Regions from separate parts of the Gossypium hirsutum genome. Here regions 1 and 2 are each linked to region 3. The links are chromatin contacts, called in public Hi-C maps. All regions are on one chromosome and are shown on one strand. The core of a region is the stretch at or near the end of the contact, and the rest is flanking DNA. Distances in the headings are between cores, read along the strand shown.

Evidence for each region. Hi-C and Micro-C count contacts between places; a contact is called where the count stands out from the background.
Region 1: a Hi-C map of leaf shows a contact between it and region 3, with 3 times the contacts expected there. The contact joins two enhancer-like sites. A contact is called at or near these places in 2 of 34 Hi-C or Micro-C datasets (both in leaf).
Region 2: a contact with region 3 is called in a Hi-C map of leaf, with 4 times the contacts expected there. The contact joins the promoter of LOC107950630 here to the enhancer-like site in region 3. A contact is called at or near these places in 5 of 34 Hi-C or Micro-C datasets (hypocotyl, leaf and petal).

What each region holds. Positions count from the first base shown.
Region 1 is chrD03:32,225,390-32,229,649 of Gossypium_hirsutum_v2.1, forward strand. No RefSeq gene overlaps it. Among protein-coding and RNA genes, the nearest start is that of LOC121215720, 24 kb to the left of the region's middle. Within about 2 kb of position 2,647, at least 6 of the 9 cell types and tissues checked have an H3K27ac peak or open chromatin away from gene starts, as enhancers often do. A contact at or near this core is called in leaf, where this site is marked.
Region 2 is chrD03:32,311,513-32,315,537 of Gossypium_hirsutum_v2.1, forward strand. LOC107950630 reads right to left here and starts at 2,276. Exons shown (of 16, transcript XM_016885512.2): 1 at 1,849-2,276; 2 at 1,597-1,718; 3 at 1,387-1,475; 4 at 1,267-1,299; 5 at 1,078-1,168; 6 at 945-987; 7 at 760-851; 8 at 229-293; 9 at 1-142. The coding sequence starts at 2,063.
Region 3 is chrD03:31,937,741-31,941,875 of Gossypium_hirsutum_v2.1, forward strand. No RefSeq gene overlaps it. Among protein-coding and RNA genes, the nearest start is that of LOC121215705, 34 kb to the left of the region's middle. Within about 2 kb of position 2,826, at least 1 of the 9 cell types and tissues checked has an H3K27ac peak or open chromatin away from gene starts, as enhancers often do. A contact at or near this core is called in leaf, where this site is marked.

The DNA of each region.
Region 1 (4,260 bases), core at 1,397-3,896, 290 kb after region 3:
AACATTAATAAATTAATAATAAATTATAATAATAAAACATGAATAAAGTTTAAGTAATAATGGCCTTAGTGGAGTGAAAGAGAAAATAAAAATTTCTCTAATCCTCCTTGCATTCCATAGATAGAGAAAGAAGAACGAGAAATTCGACCATGGCAATCTAGACTTTGAAGCTAAATTTGATTAGTGTAGTTTAGTTATTTTCTTGTAATTTTTATGTTTTTAGAATTTTGAGAACTCAAGCTAGTTGACCCATGTTGTATTTTTCATTATTGTTAAAGTTTTTGGATGTTACCATTGTTGAGCAATTGAAGTTTTAGGGACCAATTTGATAGATTTTAAGTTTAGTATTGAAAAAGGACTAAATTGTAAAGTCAATTGAAAATTTTGTGCAATAGGCACGAAATTTCACAAATTTCAAAATTTGTGATGGAAATGTAAAATAGGAACTTAAATTAGGTCTAAAGTGAAATTGGTATAAAAATTGGAGGTTTAATTTGAAAGTTATGTTAGTCTCGGTTTTAAAGACTAAATTGAATAAAATTAAAAGGTCACGTAAATTAGCAATTGAGTGTTATAATGATTGTGTATTGAGGATTTAGTGTATTTATGTTATTTTGTAACTAACGTTGACCCGAATTCCTCAAAACAGAAAGGAAAAGATAAAGTCATCGACAAATAGTTCAAAGTTTATAGTTTGTATTTCTATAACCCAAACCTTTTCAATTATTGTAATTACGAACTGCATTGCGTGGCAATAACATAAGGTAAGTTGGAGATGATTGAACGAGCTGAATTGAATTGATTTGAATTAGTTGATTGTGATAAGGACTAAATTAAATAGAATTGAAAATATGATATATCTTTATAATTGTGAAATTGAATTCAGTTGGAGATAAATTATGCTGTCACATATGTGAATTGATGATTGATTGATGAAATTATATTGTGGAATTGTGAAATCATGTATAAAAGAAATTGAAATAAGGGTGGATAGTGGATATTAGTTTATAAGCTCGGTTTAAGATATGTAAATATATTGAATAAGTAGGTAATGTATTATGACTTGTAGATTGACATGTTAAAATGCATTATAAACTTTATATTATTTTTTAATGTTTGATTATAGAAATACTACTGAGTATACTTAGTGTATGGTTTTGTTTTTCATGCACAAGTTAGGTATTTTAAGATTCGATCGTCGACTCAGCATCCAGCGACAATCCTGAACTCAAGTGTTGGTGATGTTTTCATTTTGGTTTTGGCATGTACCTAGAATGTCTTATGGTTATAATGATCATTTTGGAATTTATTGGCACTTTTGGAATTATGGATATATATATATATCTGTAAGTGTTAGAAATGGTCATGTTGTTGTTATCTTGTTAAAGTAGTTTTAGCTATATGCATAATGGTTTAATGGTTGAGAAAGTGATATGCTAGATGATGTGTTTTGGTTGATAATTGGTTATGGAAATAATGATTGGTATTTATGCTTATAAGTTGTTTAGATAATATGCTATGCAATAAGTACATAAAAATGCATGTTTTATAAGGTTGGGTTGAGATTGCTCATATGGCAAAAATTGGATGTAAATTTGTTGATTGTGCTGAAGTGTCTTCGAAAGCATATTGAAATGAGTTGAATGTGGCAATTTAGTTGATTTTGAATTGCTGAATTGGGGTGCCTTATGAGACATATTTGTATGCCCTAGGTTGATGTTTTTCAGGTTTATAATTATAGCTAAGGTTATCATTTAAGCTGCAGATGATTTGGAAATGAAATGGATATTTTAAATATTGGTCTTTATCATTTTTAAGTTTAAGTATCAATAATTTGATATTAAACAGTTTTAAAACAAATAAAATGACAAAATAATATCGATATTTATTTGAGTATCGATACTTTAAAATACTTAAATAAATATCGATACTCTTATTTTGCAAAATAATTTAAACTAAAGTCTAAAACGTATTAAACATTAGTTTTTTTTACTTAAAAAAAAAGCAAGTGTTAATAGTTAAAATGTAGAACTGTGTATGATAGTGGAAAAATTGTGATATTTAATTACAATGAAACTTTTCAAGTGAATACAATTTTTCATCGTGATTTTGATCCTTTTTACTCTCTACTCCTTTTTTTTATTATTAAAAATTGTGCTTGTGTTATTAATTATTTGTAATTTACTCTTAAGTAATGTGTACTTTATTTTTATTCGATTCGATTTGGAATCTTTCAATTTAGCTGGAATAAAACTTAAAATTAAATTTAGTTAATAAAATTAGACTTATTAACTAAATTTTTTTTACTCAAATTCGACCTGACTGGATAAGATAAAATGACATCAGTTGTCAGCATGTTCTGTCTAAAAATTGATCTCACAGAGTGACAGCAAACCCTTGTTATCCATTCCATTCTTAAAATATTATGGAATCTCATATCTTGAAAATATATAATAATATTTCACCAAAAAATCCATCATTAATAATTCGATTGGTTTCCAATCCAATACTGTTTTGAAAAGAAAGAGTAAAGAAAAAGGTGGTTGTTGTGATAGTAGAAACTTATCCTTTTACAGATGAAAAGGACTGAATTGCAGAACCCAGAATTGGGCAATGCTTCCATTGTAAAATCACATGCGTGATAGTGTAGGGGGGACCTTTGCATTAATCAACTTGTAAAAAGAAGCTTTGACCTTCATCCATACCTCCCTCACATCATATTTCTATGGCAAAGTTCCCTTACCTGAAGGATAATGACTGCTTGATTTCTGGGTTTCATGTTCTTAAATTATTTTAACACACAGATGATTGATAGCAACCTTTCCATGAACTACGGTCCTTGGAGCAACCCCCACTGATATTATTATTACTTCTGCCAACCATGAAAAAGGGTCTCTTTAAAATTGACACAACATTACAAGTTTCCAACCTAATTTATAAAACATGTTCTTCAACAATGTCCTGCAATAGAAGGAAAGTTTCCTGATCCACCAGTTTTTGTGTTTCTCCCAGGGCCATGGGTTGTTGTTTCGGCTTGCTTTTAGGTTCCTAAAAAGGCCCAATTTTAAGGTTCTCCATTTTTTATATATATATAAAATCAAAGTTTAACTCAAAACAACAAAAATCACATAATATATATTAATGCGGGATGAGGAAATTCAAAACTTCCATCCAAAACACACAAAGCATGAAAAGCTTCAAGACAGGTAGATCTGAAAATTTTGGAATTGTAGAATCAAATAATGTAGAAATGAAAACTTAAAGGAACACTTTATTAATAATATAAATGATGAACAATAATTCTAAAAGAATTTAGAAAAAAACTTCAAGAAACGGTAATTTTCTGAAAAGCTTAAAAAAAGCTCAACAATGGTTTTCTCATTTCTGGAAAGCTTCAAGAAAGGTGGTTTTATGGAGAATTGAACAGTAATTCTAGCCTATTCATCCAGACGGTGATTAATATATTTTTATTATCAATTATTTAATTTCATTTAAACACTTTTATTATATATTAATAATATGAATAAAATATTTTTTTATTTTTAAGGGGAAAATTAAAATTTATGAGCTATTCTTGATGCATTCAACATTATTATTCTATTCAATCAAACTCTATAATATTTATATTTTATTTTATTTTTATTATAGTTTTATTCCATTACTCCTATCTATGCTAGTCGCATATCCAAAAAATAAAATAACGAAACCTAATTCCTTTCGCTCATTATCATTTTTTAATTGCTTTCACCGTTCTCTCTTTTTTTCATTTCTAAAATTCTCCTTGGTTGATTTAGAAGGCGATAGTCGGTGGTTGCAGATTGAAATGGTCGTTGGCCAGCAGGTACAAGAAAGCAACATACGACAGTGGAAAGAGCCGGACAGCAGTGTCACCATTAAAGCCTTTTGGCTTTGGCTTTTGTTTTTGTTTTTCTATTCATTTCCTTTATGTTAAATGCAAAAACCGATTCCCGTCCGGTTCAATTGCAGTTTTGATCGGATGGCGATTCAATCAACTTCTTTTTTTTTTATCTATTATCAGATCGATCTACCGATTATTCTGGGTCCGATTCCGAAAACTTTGGTAGAAGAAATTCAATCTACAATTTGCATCCAAATGCACCCATGATTTATAAGTGTTTCGTTGGGTTGAGTTTGAAGTTTCGCGTCACTTATGAATGGAGCAACTATTGTGAATTAGATGAACTGTTTATAAGTAAAGCTACCCAAATTTGATGAGATCAAGCTTGAATATTTAAGTTT
Region 2 (4,025 bases), core at 1,026-3,525, 370 kb after region 3:
ACCCGAGGATCAAAACGTTCCCGGAAAGTTTCTTTAACATCTTTTGGAACAAATTATAAATCCTTTGTGATCTAGACAAGAGCTTGTCGACGTCCCTAAGATAAAGCACAATGGGACTGGCTTTTGATACATATATCAACACCTGCATTTAAACAAGAGATGATTTCATACATACATAAATAAGATTGTTCATTGTTGCAACTAGCATGCATTCCCAAATGGCAATACCTTGTAAAGAGCCTGTATAAGAAGCTTCTCATCAAAAGACAAACTGCTTGTTCGCCTCAGAGGAGCTACAAAAAGGAGGAAAAAAGATTAGATCGGTTATACGAACCTGGAAAATTTTACATAATTGATTGAAGAAAGGTCAAAGCGGAGTTGTTTAACATCTTCCAGCTTCAACTTAAGATTTCTATATTATTCATTAAGGATTGTAAGACGATTCCGAAGCTCTTCAACCGCAACAACTCGCATTTTTAATAGTTTCAGCTCTACGAAGCCTCAGATCACTTGAGAAGAACCCCGTTACAGTCCACTAGAATTTTCTTTTACTGTTTTCTCATACAGATGACAGCACTGTTTGTTAGCTACTTCTAATGGGGTATAGAAGAAAGAGATATTTATTGGTTGTGAAATAAAAATTAGTGGCTTACAGTGTTGATCTTGCACTTGGGGGTTAAACTTCCGATAGCTTTGCCGAGAATTTCTATTCCTAACCATAAAAGGACTAGATCATCATTAAAAGAACTTCAATTGTACCTGGATTTCCTGGACTGCATTGAGAAGCAAGGCTATTGATATTCTCTGATACAGATGCATATCGACGTAGCTTAGGAGGACCTTCTGTTCCCCTGCAATTACAACAACCAGAAAGATTGAATAAACAGAATACTCCTGGATATGAAATTTCTCAAAAGATAAATCGAGAATATATGTCGCAATACCTTGACCCAATATCCACACCGCTGCTCTGCCGCCTCAACGTACCTGTAATATAACTTATGGTTCATGGTCACAGAGATATACACACAAACACTGTACACAATACCATGGAAACCAGAACATTTCCTGCCATACCTTTGGGCTCTTCCTGAGAAAGGAGTGAAAATGAACCAAATAAGCCTGACAATCGCTCGAGTGTCGACTCCGAAGTGGATCTTTTGAAAGACTGCATGAGAGAATCAACGGTTAGGGAAAGCTCTAAAGCAGGGTTGAACTGAACTATTTCGATGTGTCATCCTAAACAAAAAAAAGAGAGAATCTTACAGATTCTTGGCCACTTCCATATTTACTTTGAATCTGTAACAAAAGTAAATCACTTAAATGTCAGATGTTAAAACTTGAAGCTTAATGGTGAAGGAAGAAGAAAATGAGTAACATACTCACTTTTAAGGAAAAATCAGTTACATCCAAGAGCAGCAACTTGGATTCAAAGAAATGGGCTAAAGCTTTGGCAAGCATTTGTTGGTAAAGTTCTACCAAGGAAAAAAAAGAAGAAATAACACAGACACAGTCAGTAGCAGCCTTATAGAGACAGCCCCATGAACACCAAAAAAACATGTCAAGTATAGCCGCCTGTGATTTCGGGCAATCAACCTGCAGGTCCCGATAGTAATATAGCTTGACTAGCAGGAGAAAGGTTCCTTGTGTACTTGGAAACATCAGCATGTTTCAAATGGACATAGGCAGCACTGGTTAGCAATGCTTGAGTTTGTTCACTGCCACATAAAATTAAACATCATTCCAACAATTAAAAAAAATTGTATAAGCAAGTTAAAAATATTCATATAGGTGATTCAAAAATCTCTTGTTTTCCAGCCAATAGAGCTCAAAAAATTGGGAATTTACCTGAGGTAGTAAGGGAACTCATCGAAGGTGACTTGGCTTTCTCTGCCATCAACGATTTGGCGAAGTAATTCTTTCTCTATCCTCTCCAAAGTGATGCCGGTTGATGAATTGGAACCGCTTCTGGTCCATTTGTTCTGACCCGAAGCCAAACCTAGCCCTACCCCTACCCCAACACCCACACCCAACGCCGATAACAGTAAGCCTTTTTGTTCCATTTGCTTTGCCTACAATTTTTTTTAATTTTTTATAATTAAAATGAAAATTGTTTTGATCTGCAACTGTTTTCGTGGCTGATTCAACAACGAAACGAAAGAAGCGGATGCTTTGACAGCGAGGCGTCGCCGGTAAGGGGAAAGAGCAGCGGATGGCGGCGGATGAAGAGCAGTAGAGTCGGTTCCCGCTATTTATGGAGTCTCTATCAGTTCGTTCGTTTTTTGAAGTTTTTAAAGAGGAAATCAACGGGGAGAGATGAATAGATTTAATTTATGCCCCAGTCCTTGTAATCTTAAGAATTTTAAAATATTATCCCTCTATTTATAATTCAAATCAGATACCTCTCACAATAAACTTTCATTAAATTTAAATGTACATCATTCTAATTTAAAATTTAATAAATTTTTATTGAATAATCGTATAAAAATAATCTATTAAATTTTAGTAATTTTATAAATAAATTGAACATATTTTATATATAAGAATATATTTTAACAAATTCATTATTAAATTAGTGGGTGGTGGGTGATACCATTAGCATGGATTATTAGATAGAGTAGTAAAGGATTAAAATCTAAAAATATGAAAGCGGCTAGGTAGTGAGGAATAGTAAGAGGTTAGCATAGGTGGCAGTAATTTGACGGTTTATGAATCGGTTGGACAGTTTGTTTATAATTTGTGGGAATACTTGGCGCAAAACTGCGAAGGGAGTTGTGCATGAAATGAAACGGTCGCCCAAGTGTGGTCAGCTTTGGATCCTGTCCGGTTCCTACACGCGTCCGGTTCTGTCAGTACCCATTTAAAAGCAAGTTCCGCCTTCCGGATCAAGATATTGGGTGGTACCATATTGCTGTCAGCAGATTATCAAATTTCAAGATAACGACAGATAATTTTTCATACCATTTACTAGGTATTTTATCCAATTGTATAGGATTTATAATAAATTATTTCTATTAGTTTTTTAATTAATTTTTAATTAATTTTTTATATTACAGTAAGTCTACTTTTAAGGTTAAAAAAATCAATAATCTAATAAATATGGAATGTTAAAGTAAATTAGATGAAAATTAAGTACAAATTACAACAGGTGCGATTTTTTTTATATTAAACATAAATTAAAACCTTATAAAAATATATCACTTATTTTATAAAAAGGAACAAAAATTCAATAACTATTCATCCCGATCATCGACTCTTTAAATATGGTATATATCATGGGTTGAAATCCAGAATTAAATATTAATAGCATATATATATATGAAATTTTCCTTAAAAAATATTAAATGAGGGCAGCGATGTGATGGAGGTATGGGCGAAGGGGGACAGAATCAAATGGGGGCATTGTATCTGTAACAACCATACTGGGCAACCTAAAAAGGATGTGCTGAATTTGGTGCTTCGAACTTCAAAGCAGCTGCTTTAACTACATTACAATCAAACAGCTGTGAAAGGCACGTGAGAAGTAGACAAGAGCACCACCATTTGTACCAATCACAATGTGTCTGACGACTGACGAGGTTCATCAACATAATTTTATATCTGCCGTGTACATATGTGTGATTGCAAGTTGCAGCTTGGTTCAGTGTTCTGACGTCTTTTCTTAACCATGAAACCTGGACCTCCAAATCCATAGGATCTGATCTATTGCCGCCCGCTTTTACTTCACCACCACCCTTTTCTCCTTTAAACCACCTTTCATTTCTATTACCACTTTTAATTTTGATATTCACTAATTGCTTTTTTTTACCTCTTAAATTATCATTTTTATCTCAATTTCTTAATATACAACTTGTTGATATTATAAATCATAAATCATTTATTTAATTTTTTTATTTATTTTTAGGTGATTTGAACAAAAAAATACAAGTTTAAAGGTTAAAAAAGATAAAAAATTTTAAATGAGTACTAAAATAATTTTTTTATAAAGTTAGAGAGCAAAATAAATCATTATGCCTTGTATTTAT
Region 3 (4,135 bases), core at 1,576-4,075:
ACTCAAATGTAAGCTCGGAGTTTTCACTTGTTGATACCAACAAGAAATCATCACCCTTGTCATTGGCCAAATTAGCACCAGCTAAATCTTCTTTGTTGCTCTTAACAACCCTTTTATTTCGCAATTTGTAACAATCTGGGTTAATGTGACCTAACTTCTTAAAATAGCAACATCTCTTGTCTCACTTCCATAATGCTACCAAAACCGAGGCTTGCCTATCTGACTTGCTATTCAAACCAAACTCATTGTTGAGTTTGTCTTTATTCAACAAATAACCCTTCACATCCTCGAATGAGAGATTATCAATGTCATAAATCAGGGTTTCCTTGAAAGACTTGTATGAATGGGTAAAAAGCACAATAATAGCATAGCTTGATCTTTATAGTTAATCTGAACCTCAAAATTCTTTAAATCATTCAAAAAAGTAATAAATTGACTGATGTGATCTCTAAAGTGCTCAACATCATTAATGCGGAATGTGTACAACTACTATTCCAGCTTTAATCGATTGGCTAGAAACTTTGTCACGTAAATGGTTTCTAACCTCTTTCATAAGGTGAATGTCATTTTCTCCATCAAAATCTCTCGCAATACATTATTTGTTAGACATAATTGAATCGTGGATAGAGTCTTTTTATCTAACCTATCTCATTCTGATTTATCTATGTCTACAAGCTTCTTATCTGTAAGGACCTTCTCAAGATCGCCCTGAATCAAAATTATCGTCATCCGAACTTGCCACAGATCAAAATTTATGATGTCATCAAATTTATCAATATCAAACATTGTTGATGCCATCTCCTAATGGGTTGATTGTGGAAATCGAACTAGCTCTGATACCAGTTTGTTGGGGATAACCCAATTTAAAGAACAAACAAGTAAAATAACGAAGAAATTGAAAAGATCGAACACAAATATTTTACGTGGAAAAACCTCTTCGAAGAGGATAAAACACCACGAGCAAAGATAATTTCACTAAAACAACAAAAACGAAAAGTTAAAAGATAGAGATAAAACTAAACCCCGAAACTCGATATAAGAACCCTCAAAATTAAACACAAAATTCTCTGAAAGCTTGTAAAAGCTAATACCTAAATGTGTAATGGGTTATTTTTCTAGGGTGGAAAAAAGGCCTATTAATAGGCTAAATTTGTAGGTCAAATAATATTAAAATAACTTACACTAATCTGATTTTAAGTGGGAAACTAATATTAAAATAATCTACACTAATCAAAGTTTAAATGAAAAACTAAAAACAGAGTTTAACTCGGAGAAGAAAAACCAAAAAAATACGAGGCATAACTCCACAAAAAATTAAAACCAAATCATATGTAATATGTTAGTCCAAGAAAAGTAGTCAATAATATGATTAAAAAAAACAAGAAAAATAAATATCATATGCAATTTTATCTAATTGCTTTAGCATTTCATATTTGTTGGGTTATTCCCTTTTTAACATTTAACATATACTCCTTATCATCATCCGTTGGTCCCTAACTGAGATCTTCACCATCTAAACTAAATATGTTTCATTAAGATTATTAAGACATCCTTCTTCCATACACTTTTCAGTATGGTTCATCTTAATTCCACCTATGAATAAAGTTATGAAGTATGCAACATACTAATACGATCCAGCCTTATTTTTTTATTCTATACTAATGTGATTTTATTAATATAAGCAATCCATTTTTTTTCCAACAAAAAATATTATGTCAATCACATTTTGAAGCTTTGATCGTATCAAATTAAAGAGTTCGCGAGTCTTTTTTGGTGTTTGTGTCTAACTCAATTCACTCAAATGATAGCATACCCTACGACATAGTGTTAGAAAACTTTTTGTATTTACATAACTAGCATCTAGCACATAATATTAGGGCTCAAAATGCAAATAATATGTAGCTTTGGTTATAAAAAGTTATATAAACTTAATTTGGAAAAAGACTTATGCTAGGTTATAACCCTTTTGATAATACCTAAGTTGAGTTAAAATAATATAAAATTTATAATATATATATAACTTTTATAAAAAGAGTTCTATAAAGTGTCCAATAACTTTTATAAAATTTCTTATAAATATTTTTTTACTATAACTTTAGAAAGCTATTGTTTATAAATAAGTTATGGCAAAAAAGTTAAAACAATTTTTTTATAAATAAGTATATTATTTTTATAATATATAACATGGGCACGTAAATAAGTTATGATCAAATATCTTTTTATAAACAAGTATATTATAACACGTAAACTATTTTTATAAAATACTTTTTGTCCATTATTTTAGAACTGTTTTAAGATTTAAATAATATAATTTTTGTTATACATTTATAAAATAAAATAAAAATCTTATTTATAATACAATTTTTTAGGATTTATATATATATTTGCTATAATTGTATCAAACACTCATACGTGTTCGTGCTTGTAATATAATTTTTAGAACTTAATTTTTTATAAAAAAATAATTGTTTAAAGATAAATCATGTATGAGTGTTTGGAAAGCCATATGGTAATTAGATTTGGATGTAATTACCAGCGTAATTACTCCAACTCTCACCCTCCTCTTAGAATTGAAAAGTGTAGTTGAAGTGCTCCAGTTACAGCTAATTTGGTGGAACCCATCAATTATAATAATTATCCAAACATGCTACTATTGTGCAATTATAAATAATTATATACAAATCTAATTATTAAGTAGGTTTTTAAACATTACCTTAATATTTTCGCCATATAAATATATATATAGGGGAATTTTGCAAGAATTTAAATCACATTCCGAGTTCTAAATTAATTAAGTTGAAAGAGTCATGATCCACTTAGGCCTTCTCAGGGGCGTGACGGGTGGCTTACTATGGAAAAAGGAATCCCTTGCCTTAATTGGGTCAACATGGTTGGCCATACCCGGTCCAATTTTTCCATCTATCTTCTCTTAATTTTAAATAAAAAACAAATTTTGAATATTTAATTAAATGAATAATTAAATAAACCTCCAAATTTTTATTAATTAAAACAAATAATTAATTCATCAATTCTAATTAAATAATTTACACAACCTAATTTTAATTTCATTACAATCACGATATTTTTTCTGTATTACAATTTACGTGCAAATTTATTTAATTATACAAAAAATTTAACTATGATAACTACATAATTTAATTCCTACTTTAAACTTAATTATTTTAATTTATTCATCCAATTAAAACATAAGTCAAAGAAATTAAACTAATTTCAAGTCATCTCTTGCCTTCTCGCAAAAATACAAATACAATATATAACTCAGACCATGGGTCGGGCCACCCTCCCAGACCCAAATGCCTCCTCAAAAAGTGAGAAAGTTTCAATAAAATTATAGATTTAAAAAATGAATTTGGACAAAAAAATAAAACTCGCTTTTTAAATGAATTAGGCCTCGAATAGAATTTTTTTGACCTGAGTCCAACATGACTCGACCCGAATCACATACTTTTTTTTTTCTTTCTTTTATTAAGTCGAATCATCTCAAAGAATAGGGCTAAACCCTCCTAAAGAGATTGAAAGTCTTTTAAATGGTGGGCAAGTGAAGTTAGAGAATTTTTTTGATGGTCGTGTTTAGTTAATTAGTAAGTAGCATCATAGTAGTATTATGTATTTTTAGTTGAAATCAGATAGCTTCTGGTTGGGTGTTTTTGAATGTTGTGATGAACTTGGAAAGTTGTTGTGGTCTTAATCCTAGTGGGATTTTATGAAATTTGCCCTTGCAAATTTCTTATTGTAGTATGAGTGAGTTATTTGGACTTTTTAAAGTATAAAGGTTTTTTTAATTTATTTTTAATTTGTTGGGAAATATTTATATTAATGATTTTAATATACTTGATGTATTATTTTTTTTTAAAATTTTTTTATATAAAAATAATAATCTAAAAAATTTTAATATAAGTGGGCCAAGTTGGGTTCGAGTTTAGCATTTTTAATCTAGGCTAGGTTTGGAGCAAAATTTTAAGCCTATTTTTCGGGCTAAACTGGGCCTCGAGCCTAGAAAATTGACTTAAAATTCCACATCGGCCCAGCCCGACCCATAGTCAGGTCTAGATAGTAATCCTGCAATCTATTTCTCATTCATTGTTTTGGACCTTCATTAAAAGTTTTTCATGTA